Regions from separate parts of the Mus musculus genome. Here region 2 is linked to region 1. A link is a contact called in public HiChIP or PLAC-seq data. All regions are on one chromosome and are shown on one strand. Each heading gives the region's core, a stretch centred on a gene start, on an enhancer-like site or on the middle of the called end of the contact. The rest is flanking DNA. Distances are from core to core; before and after follow the strand shown. Region 1 holds the start of Rnf215 (ring finger protein 215). Region 2 overlaps Hormad2 (HORMA domain containing 2).

Region 1 (3,360 bases), core at 657-3,156:
AGGTTCTCTCCTCTCATATGACTCCAGCTTGTGTCAGGTTGATATAAAACTGCCCAGCACATTTTTATATCTAGTTCTGCATGCAAGGAGATCGCATGTATCATGGCACATGTGTGGAAATGTACGTCAAAATATGGATGTGAGTGGGGGAATGTCAAGTCATGGGTGAAGGCCAAAGGACACTGCAGGAGTTGGCTCTCTTCTTCTGTCATATGAGTCCCAGGGATAAAACACAGGCCCTCAGGTCACCAGGCTTTACCCACTGAGACATCCTACCAACCCTATTTTCTATGTAAGAACTTTTTTCATTTTTATTTTATTCTATGAGTGTTGGCCTGCTGCACAGGCATGAAGTGTACCATACACATGCAGTAGCCTACAATGGCCAGAAGAGGGCGACAGATCCTCTGAGACTCTCAAGCAATTGTGAACTCGCAGTCCATGTGGGTGCTGGGAATTAAACCCAGATCTTCTGAAAGAGCAGCCAGTGCTCTAATTACTGATCCATCTCTCCAGTTGCTACACACGTCATTTAACATCTTTTTTTTTTTTTAAAGAGGGTCTCACTGTATAATAGGCTGGTCTCAAACTCCTGCTTTACCCTCCCAAGTGCTGGGATTACAGGCATGCCCATCATAATGTAGTTTTTCTGTCATTAAAAACAAACAAGCCGGGTGTGGTGGCGCACACCTTTAATCCCAGCACTTGGGGGGCAGAGGCAGGAAAATTTCTGAGTCGGAGGTCAGCCTGGTCTACAAAGTGAGCTCCAGGACAGCCAGGGCTACACAGAGAAACTCTGTCTTGAAAAAACAAAAAAACAAAAACAAAAACAAACAAACAAAAAAAACAAGACCAAAAAAACAAACAAACAGCTCTCAAGCACTTGAAATCATCAAAATCGTGTTCTCTATTAAAATGTTAAAGTTGTATTTGAGTCTTTAATTCACATGGTTTTCCTTATGCACGGTGCAGTAGGGGTCCAATTTCACGTCTTTTCCCGGTGGTACCTAACTTTGTTGTGATTTAGCAAAGAGCAAGCCATAGCACCTCCTCCCAGGTCCCCAAGTGCAATACCTCCTCTGACAACCAATTTTACATATGTGCTGACTGATTTTATGTCAATTCCCTGTTTGCAGGCCAGCCGAGCTTCTTCTCTACATCTCTGTCTCCTTCTGGGAATATTTTAGTCATTGCATCCTGGTGGCTAACCAGGTTTCTATTTTCTGTAGATTTTAATATTTTATTACAAAGTGGGAGGGGGTGTTGCAGCTCATTAGCTCTTTGCCCTTTTATCAGGGTACAATTTGTAAAAGGCTCAGGTTTCAGATTGAGCCAGCTACCAGCAACCACAAACCTCTGGGCTGAAGGACAAATTTTCGGACAAAAGCGGAACCTTCTCATTCCAGTAAGCACTGGCGATCATGTTAGAAGCAAGGCAGTGCAGGTTTAGATCAAGTCCATTTTACAGGCGAGGACAGCCCAGTGCTCCGTGCCACTATGGCTCTGCCTGGTTTGTACAGCTTCGTGTGCCCAGCCCTCCTCCCTGCTCCTTTAAAACCATGGCCTCAGTCTCCCCATCTGCTTTCTGTGATTCTCTGCAGCCTGCTCGCTGATCCCATGAAAGAACACTGACCCAGAGGAGGATGAGACATAGCCTTGACAACACCGTAGGTCAATCAGCCCAGACCCTTATACCTCCCTCGCCCCTACATTTCTCCAATCCTGAGACAACCGCACCTATCTCCACTGACAGACAACTTGGTGAGCTCTCCAAGGCTCTAAGGTATTTGCTCCATCGCAGCTCCTCAGGCCTCCTACATTAGGTTTCTCAGGAGCCACCAGGAGGCGCTCTCGCTGTCAAGCACCAACTCAGCCCCCCCCTCCCCGCACCGCCCCCTCCGGCTGCGGCCCCGCCCCTCCCGGTGCCGAGCCCCGCCCTGTCCGGCGCGGCCTGGCTCACTCTGTTCTCCCGGTCCCCGGGACCTTAGACTACGGCCTCGCCACCTCTCCGGTCGGATCATGGGCTCTGCCGATCGCCCCGCGCTGAGGTCGCCTTCGTTGCCGCCCCCTCCCCCATCGCCGCCGTCGCCGCTGCTGCTACTGCTGCCTCTGCTGCCTTTGTGGCTGGGCCTGATGGGCCCGGGAGCGGCGGCGGACGGCAGCGAGCCGGCGACCGGGGAGGGACGGGGCGGAGCCCGCTCAGTGCGAGTGGATGTGAAACTGCCGCGGCAGGACGCCTTGGTTTTGGAGGGCGTCAGAATCGGTCCGGAAGACGGTCCGGAACCTCTGCTGGGTGGCCGCCTGCTGCTGGTGAGCTCAGCCCCGCCTAAACTTGCCATGACCCTCGGATAGACCCCGCTGTCTTCATCCAGAAGCTAGCCCTTGACAGCCCAGAATGCTACTACTTCCCAGCCTTCAGGAGTTGGCAAACCTGACAGCCACATGCCCCTTCCACACTCATTCCCGTACCCGTACCCTGACCTTGCGTGCTTTGTGGCAGACCCGGGCTGCCTCTTCTATTCCCCTTGCCTCCTTCTTTTCATGGCTCCTCGTTACACAGATGGATGTCGTGGATGCTGAGCAAGAGATACCCGTAGATGGCTGGATTGCAGTGGCATATGTGGGCAAAGAGCAGGTCGCCCAGTTCCACCAAGAGAATCAAGGCAGTAGCCAGAAGGCATATCCCAAGGCTCTGGTCCAGCAGGTGCAAAGGGTGTTTGAGGGAAGGGGAGAAAGAAAATGCATTCGAAACATCTGCTAGAGCCAGGCTAACAGGTGGCCTATGAGGAGCCTTTCCAGAGAAGCCCTGGGCCCGAGTGGGTCAGCAAACACCAGTATGGAGCATCAAAGCAGTGTGATGGGGAGGAGGTGGAGAGACTTGCTGGGGAAAGTGGACCTGCTCTGGTGATAGGAGCTGGCAAGGGTGGAGAGCTGCTTTGCTAGGACTAGGGCCAATGAAAAGAATTTTGGATCCTACAGAATGAAAGGAGCATAAGTTTCTCACACACATGATAATGTACAAATTTCTTAAAATCAAGAATATTCTTTATGTAACTATGGTGTAGGAAAGTTAGCATCTATAAAATGTTGTGATCTATGTTCCATAACTAAATATTGCCTTAGTCCACAACCATCGTGTGTTGCCTTTGGCTGTCATTATCTCTTCGGCCTCCAAAACCATCCCTTAGCTTTGGCTTGACTTCAGGGAGCTTATAGCTAGTCTATCCAGATGTCGGGCTCCTGAGAGCTGGGGCCGTGGGTAAGGCAGGTGTGTGACAGCCTCCCACCTTCCGTCTTCCCTTGCAGATGCGTCGAGCCCTTTTCCTGGGAGCCTCTGCCCTGCTTCTCCTCATCTTAAAC
Region 2 (3,344 bases), core at 318-2,817, 270 kb after region 1:
AGTGGTTAAAAGGTGTTCTTTCAGAGGACCTAGTTTGGTTCCTAACACTCACATAGTGCCTCACAGCTGTCTGTAAATCCAGTACCAGGAGATCGGATGCACTCTGATGGTCTCTGCATGCATTTCATGTATGTGGTGCACAAATGTACATGCAGACAAAATACTTACATATACAAAATAAAAATAGATAAATCTTTAAAAAGAAAAAGAAAAAATGAGTTGGGACATGAATGATAAGGTGTATGTTTAACATACATAAGATCCTGGGTTAAATCAATCCACAGAAGCAAAAGGAAAAAAAAAAAAGGAATGGCTGAAAACTGAGGTAGCAGGATCTTCAGGTCAAGGCCAGCCTGGACACACAGTGAGTTACTTCCAGGCAAGCCTGGGTTATACCCAAAATCTCAGCTTAACCTTCTACCTTAACAAACTGAGGAAAAGGCTGAGCATGCTGGGACACACCTTTAGTTCCAGCAACTTGGAGGCAGAGGCAGAAAGATCCTGTAATTTGAGAATAGTCTAACCTACATAGTGAGTTCCAGGGTAGACAGAGCTATATGGTGAGACCATAAAAATAGGAAAACTTTCTGTCATTCACATCGTCTCTAATATTCTCATAACATATACTTGCTGTGTCTTCAGTTAGTTCTCAGAGCAAAAACTACATCTTCTGTATCGTTTTCCTCACAGCAAGGCATCTTTTTTTGTTTGTTTTTGTTTTGTGTTTTGTGAGACAAGATCTTTCCACATGAATCTAGCTGTCCTGGAACCCACTATGTAGACCAGGCTAGTTTTGACCTCACAGATCCACCTAACTATGGCTTCCAAGTTCTGGGATTAAAGGCATGAGCCACCATTGTCTGGCCAAGACACCATTATTTTTTGGTTTTTGTTTGTTTGTTTTCAAGGTACCAGTCTTAATACAGCCCAGTAAATCTGAGCATGAAAGAGATCTCAGAGATCAATTTAGCTCAGCCAACTCCCTGAATCGTTGGTTTTTGTAATATCCTAAAGACAGTCATCTATACTCTATCTTGAACAAAAGCATATGTGCGCATGTATTTTATATGTATATATAATATGTACATATTATATATGTCTATGTATGCATGTAATAGATGTAACCAGAGCTGGTGATGGGGAGCTACCCCTTTTTATCAAGTAGCTATCATTATCAAAAATGCCATCCTTAGGAGGTGGAAAAACTGGAAGTTTCTGAATATTATCATATATTGATAATATTCATCCAAACTCTATACAAATTTCAAAAATATGTATATTTCACTCCTGCTACTGTTAATCCAATAGAAGGTAAGGAAAGGAGGTGTCACACTTGCAAGGTATTTATTGTAATGCTATTTATAATAGCATTATCAGAAATTAGCCTACACATTAGTCAGCTCTTTGTCACTAAGAAATAGTTGATTTATAGCTTTGGAGTTCCTGACTGACTGGCCCACTGCTTTGGGCCTGTGACAAGACAGGACACCATAGTGGGAGTATGTGTCAGGACAAACTGCTGACTTTATCACCAGGAAGCAAAAGGGAGAAGGAAGAAGCTAATTTTCAAAGACATGCTTCCTGGCTACCAGGCCTCTTACTAGGTTCCACTTCCTAAAAGGCTTCATCTGTCCTCAATAGTGCAAGCCTGGGAACCAAGCCATTAAATGTAAAGTACTGGGGAATGCTCAACATTCACGTATGACAACCGAAATATTTAAAAATAGAGAAATGATATGAACCTAAATGAACCAAAAAGTCATTGAACTTTACATATAAAGGCTAGGTAGGACATATTTACAAAATTATTGCTAAATAAAAATGAAATTATATATACCATTATTGAAATAATATACAAATAAATATATCCATTGAAAAATACTGAAAAGAATGGGGCATACAAAGTTAAAATTTGTATTGATAAGATATAAGGACAGTTGAAAGATCTGAATTTTCAATTACTTTAATGTTGTTAATTGTATTGTTTTAAAAAGCTCTTTCAGGCTGTAGCTATAGTCAGTAATAGAACACAAGCCTAGCATGCACAAGGCCTGGTTCCATTCTTACCACCGAAAGCAGCCAAAGAGCTTTATCACATTACCCTCTTCCCTACCTCTGCTCTGCTCACAACTGCTATTTTCATACACTGCATCTTTATGCCTCTTGAAATTACACAAACAATACTATTTGAAGTATTTGAGAATGATAAATACCTTCATTCCTGGCACTCTGAAAGACAGACTGAATGTTAGAGAGACCCAGTCAGGAACTGTAGCTGTTACTCACCAAGAAAGCCTCACGGCCTGAGTCAGCATGGTCGGATAGGGCCGGGCTTGAGAAGTATTTCAAAACAGAGCGGACTGAAACACGATCCAAAAGGATGTGAGGAGTAAGGAGAGGATGGAGGTTAAACATCTTGGTTGTTTGGAAGAGTGGCAGTGCCTAGTGCCACAGATAGTAAGCCTGAGAGGAAAATGATTGAAATTCCATTTAGAGAGTAAAATGAGGGACCTATAGGGAATACAAGTCTGTGCATTGATAGAGACTTGTAGGTACTGTGGTGGTGTGAATGAGAATGGCCTCCATAGGGTCATATACTTGAATGCTTAGTCAGCACGGACTAGCACTATTTGAAAAGAATTAGACCAATAAGTAGGCGTGGCTTTGTTGGAGGAAGTGTCTTTGGGCTTTGAGGTTTCAAAAGCCCATGCCAAGTCTAAAGTCTTCTCACCTACAGATCAGGATGTAGCTAGCTCTTAGCTACTGTTCCAGTGCCTGACTGCAAGCCACCATACTCCCATCAAGATGGACTAAACCTCTGAAACTGTAAGCAAGTCCCCATTTAAATGCTTTCTTTTTACAAGAGTTGCCTTGGTCACAGTGTCTTCACAGTGACTAAGACAGATGTGTACATCTGTACACCAATGGTACTGTGAGGACCCTATAGGTATGCACGTCTGCACATGGGTGGGAAGATCAATGTGTGGTCAGGGAGAAAACAAACAGAAAAGAAACCATGAGTAAAAGAAAAGAGAAGCAATAGATGTGAACAGCACAATCAAAACCTAACTTTTTAAAAAATACTGATTTGGGGCATATATAATAATAAAGGGACTCAAATAAATAGCACCAGATGGAAAAGAGGCAAACAACTACAGAAACATAATAGATTCCCAATCTGTGAAAGCATCATAAATAACTCCAAGTATAGCCAAAAGTGACTGAGAAAAAGGCCAGGTACTCATATGTTCACATGCATATGTGTATATGTGTATATACATGTGTGTGTATGTATATATATATATTTATGGTGATCTTTGTTTCTGTTTCCCTTCACTCCTATC

The links. HiChIP or PLAC-seq counts read pairs in DNA pulled down with a chosen protein or histone mark.
Region 2: a contact with region 1 is called in an H3K4me3 HiChIP or PLAC-seq map of bone marrow-derived macrophages, with 3 times the contacts expected there. The contact joins the enhancer-like site here to the promoter of Rnf215 in region 1. A contact is called at or near these places in 11 of 39 promoter capture datasets (3T3-L1-derived adipocytes, the C10 cell line, the HPC-7 cell line and 6 more), 1 of 15 datasets of contacts at CTCF or cohesin (large pre-B cells), 2 of 115 datasets of contacts at active chromatin or transcription factors (bone marrow-derived macrophages and stem cell-derived neural progenitor cells) and 2 of 9 other capture datasets (embryonic stem cells and liver).

The regions. Positions count from the first base shown.
Region 1 is chr11:4,133,254-4,136,613 of GRCm38.p6, forward strand. Rnf215 (ring finger protein 215) reads left to right here and starts at 1,907. Exons shown (of 9, transcript NM_027859.3): 1 at 1,907-2,310; 2 at 2,561-2,704; 3 at 3,307-3,360. The coding sequence starts at 2,020.
Region 2 is chr11:4,399,159-4,402,502 of GRCm38.p6, forward strand. All of the region lies in intron 10 of Hormad2 (HORMA domain containing 2), which reads right to left. Among named protein-coding and RNA genes, the nearest start is that of Hormad2, 40 kb to the right of the region's middle. Within about 2 kb of position 1,568, at least 30 of the 459 cell types and tissues checked have an H3K27ac peak or open chromatin away from gene starts, as enhancers often do. A contact at or near this core is called in the HPC-7 cell line and bone marrow-derived macrophages, where this site is marked.